Linked DNA regions of Gossypium hirsutum: region 1 is linked to region 2. A link is a contact called in public Hi-C data. All regions are on one chromosome and are shown on one strand. The core of a region is the stretch at or near the end of the contact, and the rest is flanking DNA. Distances in the headings are between cores, read along the strand shown.

Region 1 (4,807 bases), core at 209-2,708, 140 kb after region 2:
AAATATGAGTTGTTTTCATTAAAGATAATTTGGAAACATAAAATAAAATTTTAAAATTTAGAAGGAAGTTAAATTAATGACTTCCAATATTATAGTAACAAATTGGATGACGATTTTTTGATGTTTTGAATTTTAAAATTTCAATATTAAAAAAAGAAATTTAGATTTTTCGGCAATGGGATAAACAAGTATAATTTGACAATTTTTGTGTATTATTTTAGCTTCTACCACTTTTTTACTTTAATCCTTGATTTTTTTTACCTCAACCAATACTTAAAAAAATGATATTTTTTGAGTGATCAAAATGAAAGCCACCTAGAAGTTGGGCGATCAAAATGAAAGTGTAAATATGATGTGACATATATAGTTAACTGCGTATTAGAGATATGAGTAAAATGAAAGTGAACTAAAATTTTGATGATAAATTGCAAGAACTTCAATGGATGCAGATTAGCGAATAAGTAGTTTACCCAAACTGAAAATTAGCTCATTAAACAACTCATTCTTTAACATGACTTTTGAAAAAGATTGAAGACATCTTTCAAAATAGATAAAGATCATATTGATAAGGATAAAGACGAAGAAAATCATGTGCTAAAAATAAGTAAGGTCTTTAAATTAAAGATTTTAGATTAGAGTTTGGACCCTCACTCACCGTGTCTATTTTCTTTTTCCCACTTTATACTCTGATTTCTATATGAGCCTACAAATAAAGAGGGGTTTAATAATGATAATAATATCCAGTAATTGTGATTAGCACAGTGATGGACATGGTCCTCTTGTTTGACCCTGCCAACCATTGCAACCCTAGTAGTGATACATGCTCCTCTTCCTTGATTCCTGGGGCTTAAGCAAAGCAAAATTATCATTTAAGTGGAAAGTGGAAGGAGATGATGACACGTCTCTTCCTCCTGAATTCCCTCTTTCAGTTTCAGCATACTGCCTATATGAATCTCATCTTCCTCCTTCCTCAAGATTCTGCCTCTTATACATTCACATCAATCATCTATCAAATCCTTGCTTCAAACTCAAATCCCTATCTAACACCACACTCATCTCTTGACACAATGATGTATCAAGTTACGTATTATCCATCAAATAAGATTGTTGATGAGGTTTAAATTTTATTAGTTGTTAATGAGTACTTAATCAATTAAATCTACCCATCACTTCTAAGCATCCTTTTAGATAGGTGGTGTGTTTAAAATTAATGGTTGCGATGGAATTAGTTATTATAACAATGAGATTAGATACTATAATTGTGAGATAAAATAAAATAAAATGCACTCTATTGAAACGAACATTTTATGTTCCATCATACGAGCATATTAATTGAGATTTGAGGGTCCAATCCAATCATTTTCCCAAATGAAACGAACCTGAAAGAGGAATTTTCAGCAACAAATTAGAAATCAAAGAAAGAAAAGGCTCCTAGGAATTGTTCTAAAACTTGGTTACGCAATTAAACTAAGCCAGCAGGCAGAGAGCATAAGAGAGGAATGTGAAAGATAATGATTCACAAAAGCCAGAAAGCTGGAAAGAATCAAATGAGTGAAAAAAGTTATAACAATCTTTAATCATCTAAGTCTAGTACAGTAATGAACAATGACATTCAATGGGGTCGACGATAAAAGTTGAAAGATCACTCGGAAGAATCAAAGTCCAAAAAGCTCAAGGATTTTGAGAAACAACGTGCCACTGCCAATGGGTTTCGGAAAAATAATTACTTTCTTTATTTGTTTGATGGAGGGTAGAGTCCAAATGCAAAAAGCCTGATGATTGATTGGATTTGGATGAATTTGAGGTGGGCTAATGCTAGACCCATTTTCAGAGATTGTACTCGACCCATTCATTCATCTAACCACTTCAGTTCAAATTCAATTCTGAAACTTATAAACACAAGTGAAGCGAAGAGATGAGAGAGTCTCCATCAAAAACAAACAAGCGTAAATACTGCTGTGAAGCCGCAGAGGTTTGAAGTGAAGTGAAGTGCATTCTGGCTGGTCGACAATGGGGATTTCGAGGTTTGTTTTACTCGTGTTTACGATCTCAATGCTGGCATCCCCGGCACTCTCCGATCTGGTTCTCTCCAAAGTCGATCGACGTGTGAGTTTCCATCTTCTCATTTCAATTTTCATTTCTCTTCCTTTAATGGATTTATTTATGATGATTATGTGAGTTCGGTTCTCCGATTTATTCACTGCCTCTTCCTCTCCATTTTCCTGTTTCTCAAACTTAATATCCTGGGTTGATCGAAATGCTTCCATAGCTGTGTCTCTACCATCTCTTCAAACCGTACCTTTTATGCTAACTTCGTTTCGCGTGGTCTTGCAGATTTATTTGACATCCCACATTGTTCGAATTTCTTCAACTTTAGAGGTGCTTCACAATACTTTCTCTTTTCACTCTCAAGTCTCAAAGTTGCTAATGTTATCTCTTTTTGATTCATTGTTCAAATCACTATCTCCTATTCTTAAACTTTGCTTCTCTTACAATGTGCTGTTATATTGTTTCTAGGTGGAGAATGCAGGTCCAGAGACTGTGTCTAAGGTTTTGTTGGCTTTTCCTGACCTTCAAGCCCAAAACTTGGCATATTTGATGGCTTCCCCGCATGAAGCCAAAGCGAAAGTCAAAGTCTCTGTTGTTTCTTTCCCTATTGATGTCGTCAAACCAGAAGATATGCCTCCTGGTGTAACATTCTATTCGGTATCATTGCCACAGGGATTAACCGTGGGCGCTAGCTTCACTTTTGATGTTTTGGCTGTATTTACCCATGCCTTGCGACCCATGCCCGAGCAAATCGGTCAGGCTGATATTCAGCTTGTACTGTACCAGGATAGTGCATACTATCTGTCTCCTTATGTTGTCAAGGTCCAGTCTCTAAGTCTTAAGCTGCTTGATTCTAGAATTGAATCCTATACAACACTGGAGAGCACAAAGGTCCAGGGTTCAGAAATCAAATATGGTCCTTATGAGAATCTCCCTGCATTCTCATCCTCACCTATAACAGTTCATTTCGAAAACAATCTGCCCTTTGCTATTGCTCAGGAATTGGTGAGAGAAATAGAAATATCCCATTGGGGTAATGTGCTGGTCACTGAGCATTACAAGCTCATCCATGGTGGTGCGCAAAGCAAGGGTGAATTTTCCAGGTTACTTTCATATGTTTTCCTTCACAGTTTCTGGTCCAGGTTGGAGATTCGTTTCTGATGTATTACCTTGACATTACAGGCTTGAACCCCAAGCCAGAGAAAATGTTCAAGGTCCTTCAGCCGTTAGGTATCTTGTTGCACATTTGCCTCCTAGGGCTCATTCTGTTTACTACAGGGATGCAATTGGCAATATATCTACGTCCCATCTGCGGGGTGACTCCAAAAAGGTTATATTGCAGATTAGGCTTTAAATAGTATCTATGACCTGATATTTCATTTTTACTGAAGTGCTACTCGTCTTTGCAGACAGAATTATTGATCGAACCAAGGTATCCCATGTTTGGTGGCTGGAGAACAGCTTTCACCATTGGATATGGCTTGCCACTTCAGGACTGTTTGTATGAATCAGAGGGGAGGCGCTTTCTTAACATTACATTTAGTAGCCCAATGATTGAGTTGGTTATTGATACTCTCATTGTGAAGGTTGGTAGCATGTCTTTCCTTAGGCCTCAGAATTATGGTGCAAAGAAATGATGGGAAATGTCCTTCCCAACCTTGGCTAAAACTTTGACTTAAAAAGTGTATTTAAGTACGTATTACAACTATTATTCAACTAGGATATTATAATGCTTTGTCCTTCAAGTACTCAAATTGGCACCTATGCTTCATTAGAATTAAGATATTTGCATGTGTAATATAGGAATTGCAGTCTGGTGAATAAAAAGAAAGTTGCTTTCTTAGCAGCCTTACTTTTACCTGGTACTTTGACTTTTATAGGTTGTGTTGCCTGAAGGTTCCAGTGACATATCTGCAGCAGCTCCATTTTTCATGAAGCAGTGGCAAGAGGTATTAGAAAGCTTAAGATTTGTGTTTGTATTTGACCATCTTTTTTTTAACCTAGGGCTCATGTGTTTGAGTTGAATTTCGAATCTGAAGTTTGTTGTCTTTTATGTATAATGTGCTTATGGTTGTATGCAGACCAAAATCTCCCACTTGGATATTGTTGGTAGAGCAGTAGTTGTGTTGGAAAAGACCAATCTTGTGCCAGAGCACAATCAATATTTTCAGGTACTCTTTTGTTCTCCATGTTCAATTGAAAAGGCATGCACACTGGTTCTAGCATATTAGTTTGAAGCCTCTACTCTGGTGCCTCCATATATAGAATTTTGTATAGTAGGATATATCATAACCCTATATTTTACAGGGTTATCTACTTTAATGGTTTAGTGTTTGTTCTTGTGTTTGTTTACCTTACAGGTCTATTACAAATTCAACAGATTATCGATGCTTAGAGAGCCACTGATGTTAATTTCAGGAATTTTCTTCTTTTTTGTTGCTTGCATTGTTTACATGCATGCTGATACATCAATCTCCAAGTTTTCTGCTTCTTATTTAGCTAAACAGCAGTGGGAAGAGGTGAGTAGGATATCACTATGCCATTTACTTGGTTCACCCAAATCAGCATCTACAAATGCATTGGTTATGGACTTTGCTTTCTGCAATTTCAGGTTCGGGTTGCGATTCAGCAGGTTCATAATATCATATGCCGGTGCTTGGCAACACACGATAAGCTGGAAGCATCTCTACGCGACCTTTCTAGGACAGGAGAGGTGCAAGCTTGTAAAGCTGCTCGAAAATCTACTGATGGTTTGTTA
Region 2 (5,340 bases), core at 1,705-4,204:
TGCTTTAAGGTATGAGAAGTAATGGGTAAGACCAACCTGCAAACATGCATCAGGTTCATTAAACACGATTTTTTACTAGGAAAATTGTCATACCACCTCAACAACCTATCATCACAATATATAACACCAATATTTTACCCTATTAAAATCAAAATCAGAACAGATGATCGAATATTTATTTTTGGTGCTTTATGCAAAAGTTCTGAATCACAGGCACGGCTCAGAGCAGGGAAAGGGGGAACCAGTTATTAAACAAACCTTATATACTTCAGCAGGAAGAATGAAGGGCTGAGGAAGCCACCACCGATTCAATAAAGGATATAACATTGAGTATACAGCCCAGAAAATCTTAGCTAGATAAAGAGCATGCGAAACAGCGAGCCAGGACTTTGGCAAGTCATAATCTAAACTTTTTAGAAGTGGTTGGATGAATTCAAAAGTGTTGATTGGAGACCCTGCAAAAAGTCATAAGAGAAAAATACCCTTGAGAAACATTGTCAACTTCATCCAGTAAATAGTCAAAATGGATAAAACTGCTATTGCAAATAGTTTTGCACGCCTAATGGAAGAAAACAAGAAAAGCATTGATCACTATTCATTACCATCAGATATGAAGTATGGCTGGCCAGCTGCAACTGGACGCCCTTCTTTTCCAGGAATGTCATCTAAAAGTCTCATGCTTGCCAATAGTAGAGCGAGTAGCAGGTTATCCACATAAACCCAGTCTGTTTTCACATTAGAATTACCTATTTTGAATGGCACCAAGCCTAATTTTGCCATAGATACTATCCTAGGGAGGTGTCGCTCTTCACCGGGTCCATATATAGCAGCTGGACGAACAGCACAGGTATAAAGACATTTTCCAATATTATTCCTGCACAGCAAAGAATCCCCCATGTAACTAATTTCTCTTTGGAGCAGAAAAGGGTGAAGAGAAGGCATGTTCAATGGCAAACTTCAGTAATAATTTAATCTAGATTATCCACTATGCTAGAGTAGATTTTGTCATTCAAGTATATTCTGTGATGACCCCATGAGCTGATGTGGTAGAAACAGCTGAAGGAGAGCCAACAACATGCGCATCAGGAGGACCCCACGCAAGAAAACCAAATCTGTTATTCTTAAGAATTATGTGACCTAAGGGCAGGGGATATTTTGTAAAGGGGCAGTACAATCTATCTATTATAAATAAGTAGAAATGACCTAAGGAAAGCACGAAGGAATTGTCTAGAGTGTGACTGCTACTGCCTCCTCGCTTGGATTAGTTTCTTTGTACTGATCCATTTCTTCTCTTGAATTCACCATACTCTCCTATTTCTTCTTCCTCCTCTTTCGGTCTCTACTTCTTATTATAGTTGTTTGTATTGTTTGGAATTCATTTTGAGGTTGCAGGTTGGTCCATTTTTGGTGCTTTCGTTGCTCTAACTCTCCTCCACCATGGTTGATGGTACTCGATTGGCAAACTTAGATCTGGTAGTGGCTGTGCTTCAGGATGATTTTCAACTACAATCTCAAGCTCTTGCTCAACAAACTAAATCCCTAGACTCCCTTCAATCCACAGTTTCTATTCAGTATCAAACAATGGTTGATATGAAGCATCAAATGGAAGCTGTTACTACTCAACTCATTCAACTTGGGCAGTTAATTAAGGGTAAGGCCACGCAATCAATGATGCCTCCCGATGGAACCAAGGTTGAGACTGATTCCAGAACAACATTCAAGGGTGATCATACATCTCCTACCAACCATTGCCATCCGTCGCACCTTGAGTACGATTCTGATAGGGAAGAGTTTCCGTTCAAGCCCAAACCCGCTCAAGTGGAACTGACTAAATTTAATGGTACTGATCCCGAGTCTTGGATTTTCAATGTGGAGGAATTTTTTGATTTTTACAAAACTAATACTATCATACTATTCCACATACATATAAACTAATACTATCTTGTACCATTTTATTCAAGCCTAAAACAATAGTAGCAGAAAAGGTAACCAAACATGAGGATTCTGGCAGTTCGATTTACTTACTTTAAAGGGCGGCCGTTGTACTTAAGAACCACCTGCTCGGCAATTGATTTACTTCGACCATAGGGATCAAAGTGATCATCAATAGGGAAATAGGGCAAGGCCTCATTGCCATTGACAATCTCCTTTCCACCAAACACAACATTATATGTGCTGACATAAACAAGCCTAGTGATCCCAAATTCAAGGCAAGCCTCCAAGACATGGCAGGTTCCATTGATATTCACCTGGTCAACACGAGAGAACTGAAGCATTTCTTTCCCTGACATGCCGTAGGAAGCCAGGTGAAAAACGCAATTGGCACCACGAAGAGCATTTTCAACATCTTTCTTCGAGGTAAGATCGCCTGTTGCAACCACACAATTTAGGGCAATGGGTATAAGCATCTCAAAATGGTAAATTGAAGGCCTCCCCCGCATATTTAAAAAAAAAAAAAAGACACAGCACAAACTTTATGGTTCAATCCATCTAAGAAAGATAAGTTGAAAACTTTAAAGTTTCTAAGTTTTTGTTACTTTCTTCCGATCATCAGAAAGAAAATAATAGTAGTAGCAGAAGAAGAAGAAGCAGAAGAAAAGGGAAACCTTGGAGGCAGCGGACGCCGTGGTTGGTCAGTTGGAGGGACCAAGGGGAATGATGGCGGAGGTCAAAGGAGCGAACTTGGCGAGCACCTCTGCGGATGAGCTCCAAGCAAAGGGCAGAGCCGACGAAGCCCAGACCACCGGTGACCACGAAGGTGTTGCCTTCGATGCCTTCATTTTCGCTCAAGTGCATTTTGTTGTTGTAGCTGGATTGGATGCTAGGGTGAGATATAGGGTAATTTGGTGAATAAGTAGGGGGATTGGGACGGTGACCGATGGATGGAGACAAGTACTGAGGTTGGCCTTGGCACAATTTTAGTCAATACGGTGCTGCATACGTCTATTGCCTTTCCTCACGGTAATAATGAATTTATTTAATTTTAATTTATTAGATTGAATTATGAATTGGATTACTCGGCTTGATTTGAAGGTTCATTCTAAAAATAAGAGGATTTGAATAAAAATATAGTCTCAAAAAATAAGTTTAAGTAAAAAATAAAATTCGTTTAAAAAATAGATCAAGCCTCGGGTAATGTTTTTTGGCCTAGCCTTAACCCCAGCTGTAGCTCGAATTTGCAAAAAAGAAGAAGCTTGCAATTTTATAGCTATTTTGCTGCTTTTTTTCACTATTTTACTCTAATTTTATTGATGTGACATATAAATTAATTATCATTTGGATGTTAAGATAGCAATTAATTTTTTAAATTTTAAAAAAAAATTAAATATTAATATGGTGTGGGTTGTTACATTGATGCCATATAAGTAAAGTTAACAAAGTCAATTTTTTCAATCTATTTTAAAATAATTTGACAAATAATATAAGTTTAAAATATTAAAAGAAATAAAAATAATTAATAAATAATTAAAATAATTTTTTTTAAAATTGAAACACCAAATAAATCATTTTACCTATATAATATAATATAATATATCCATTTGAAGAGGGAACATGATTATTTTATTCATCTCCGATCCACTTAGAAATTAAAAACTTTTTCTTCAATTTTCTTTTATTCTTTTTTTTCCTCGCAATTGTGAAGGAGGCCGAAAAAGAAGAGGCAAATTTGGGTGAGATCAGTGCAAATTAAAGAAAAGGTACAAAAATGAATAAAGCTTCCATTTTAGGCTTATGTTATAGGTAGAAGAAACTGAAGTAGTTGAATGTTATTCCCCCACAACAAAATCAAAATCACATCTCATCATCATCCATTATTCTAATATTCATAATCTTTTATATAATTTATGTATTTGTTAGAATTGAGTGACCCGAATCCTTATACAATGATAAAATAAAATAAAAGTAAAATCCATATAGAACTACACTTCTTTTATTTTATTTTAAAATAAGGTTTTTCAACCTTATTATACTTCATCTATTTAATATTGATTAAAGTAAAGTGTTTCAACCTTACTACACTCATTCTATTAGAATATGGTTTTACAAGCCTATAAATAGACATAGTCTACTCCTCTTGTAATTAAAAATTCGAATTCGACATAGTGAATTATCTTCTCCTCTGCCAGTGGTTTTTTTCGAAATAGTTTCCACGTAAAATTATATGTGTTCTTTATTTTTCTTTCTCTTTTCTTTACGATACATTGTCATTACCGACATTTTATTTTTCACAAATTGATATCAGAGCTTTCCAGGTTGCTTATCTCAATCACGGTAATGACATCTTTGAAGTATGAAATTTTGCTATTGGATCGCAACACAAGATTCGCGTTTTGGTAAATTAAGATGCAGGCGGTTCTTGCGCAGATGGGTCTGGAGGATACCCTACTAAGGATAGATAAGATGCCTTTGACATTGACGGAGGAAGAGAAGAGGCATAAAGATTGAAATGTGTTAACACAGTTACATCTGCATTTTTCTAACAAAATTTTACAGGTTGTGATGAAGGAGAAGACCACCGCTGCATTATGGAAGAGGCTGTAACAAATATGTATGTCGAAAACTCTAATTAGCAAGCGGCATCTTTATGCTTATCGTTTGGAGGAAGATGCGTCTGTGCATGAACACTTAATAGTGTTTAAAGAAATTCTCTCAAACTTAGAGGCCATAGAGGTTTAGTATGATAAGGAAGATCTAGGGTTGATTCTACTTTGTTCATTGCCCTCGTCTTATTCAATATTTAGAGACACGATTTTATATAACCGCAAGTCTCTCACAACTGATGGGGCTTATGATTCTTTGAACTCGTATGACAAGGTGAAGTATCTTATGGTTAAACCCGACTCTCAAGGAGAGGGTCTCATTGTTCGTGGGAGACAAGATCGGAATGCTGATGATGATTGTGGAAGGACATAGGAACGGAATCCTCGTGGTAAATCTAAGAGAAAATCGAAATCTTCAAACAGAGGTAAAACTTGTAACTTCTGTAAGAAAAAATGACGCATTAAATCTGAGTATTTTAAGTTGCAGGACAAGATCAAAAGGGAGCCTGCGAATCAAAAGAGCAAATAACCAGAAAAATTTGGTGAAGCTGATGTTGTAGAAGACTACAGAGATGGTGAACTTCTAGTCGCTTCTATCAACAATTCTAAAGTGAGCAAGGAGTGGATCCTTGATTCGAGTTGCACCTTCCACATGAGTCCCAATCGGAATTGGTTTACAACTTACGAAACAATGTTTGAAGATGTTGTTTTGATGGGAAATAATGCTTCATATAAAATCACAGGTGTTGGAACAATTAAAGTTAAGATGTTTGATGGAATTGTCAGAAAACTTAGTAAC

Evidence for each region. A called contact is a pair of places that touch in the nucleus more often than the background predicts.
Region 1: a Hi-C map of leaf shows a contact between it and region 2, with 2.4 times the contacts expected there. The contact joins the promoter of LOC107922507 here to the promoter of LOC107922008 in region 2. A contact is called at or near these places in 8 of 34 Hi-C or Micro-C datasets (anther, hypocotyl, leaf and 2 more).

What each region holds. Positions count from the first base shown.
Region 1 is chrD01:15,633,081-15,637,887 of Gossypium_hirsutum_v2.1, forward strand. LOC107922507 (dolichyl-diphosphooligosaccharide--protein glycosyltransferase subunit 1A) reads left to right here and starts at 1,459. Exons shown (of 10, transcript XM_041087129.1): 1 at 1,459-2,106; 2 at 2,335-2,379; 3 at 2,518-3,152; 4 at 3,232-3,379; 5 at 3,459-3,635; 6 at 3,930-3,998; 7 at 4,131-4,220; 8 at 4,410-4,568; 9 at 4,661-4,807. The coding sequence starts at 2,011.
Region 2 is chrD01:15,486,743-15,492,082 of Gossypium_hirsutum_v2.1, forward strand. It overlaps LOC107922008 (short-chain dehydrogenase/reductase family 42E member 1), which reads right to left and starts at 2,955. Exons shown (of 5, transcript XM_041087121.1): 1 at 2,607-2,955; 2 at 2,026-2,368; 3 at 603-874; 4 at 259-455; 5 at 1-36. The coding sequence starts at 2,796.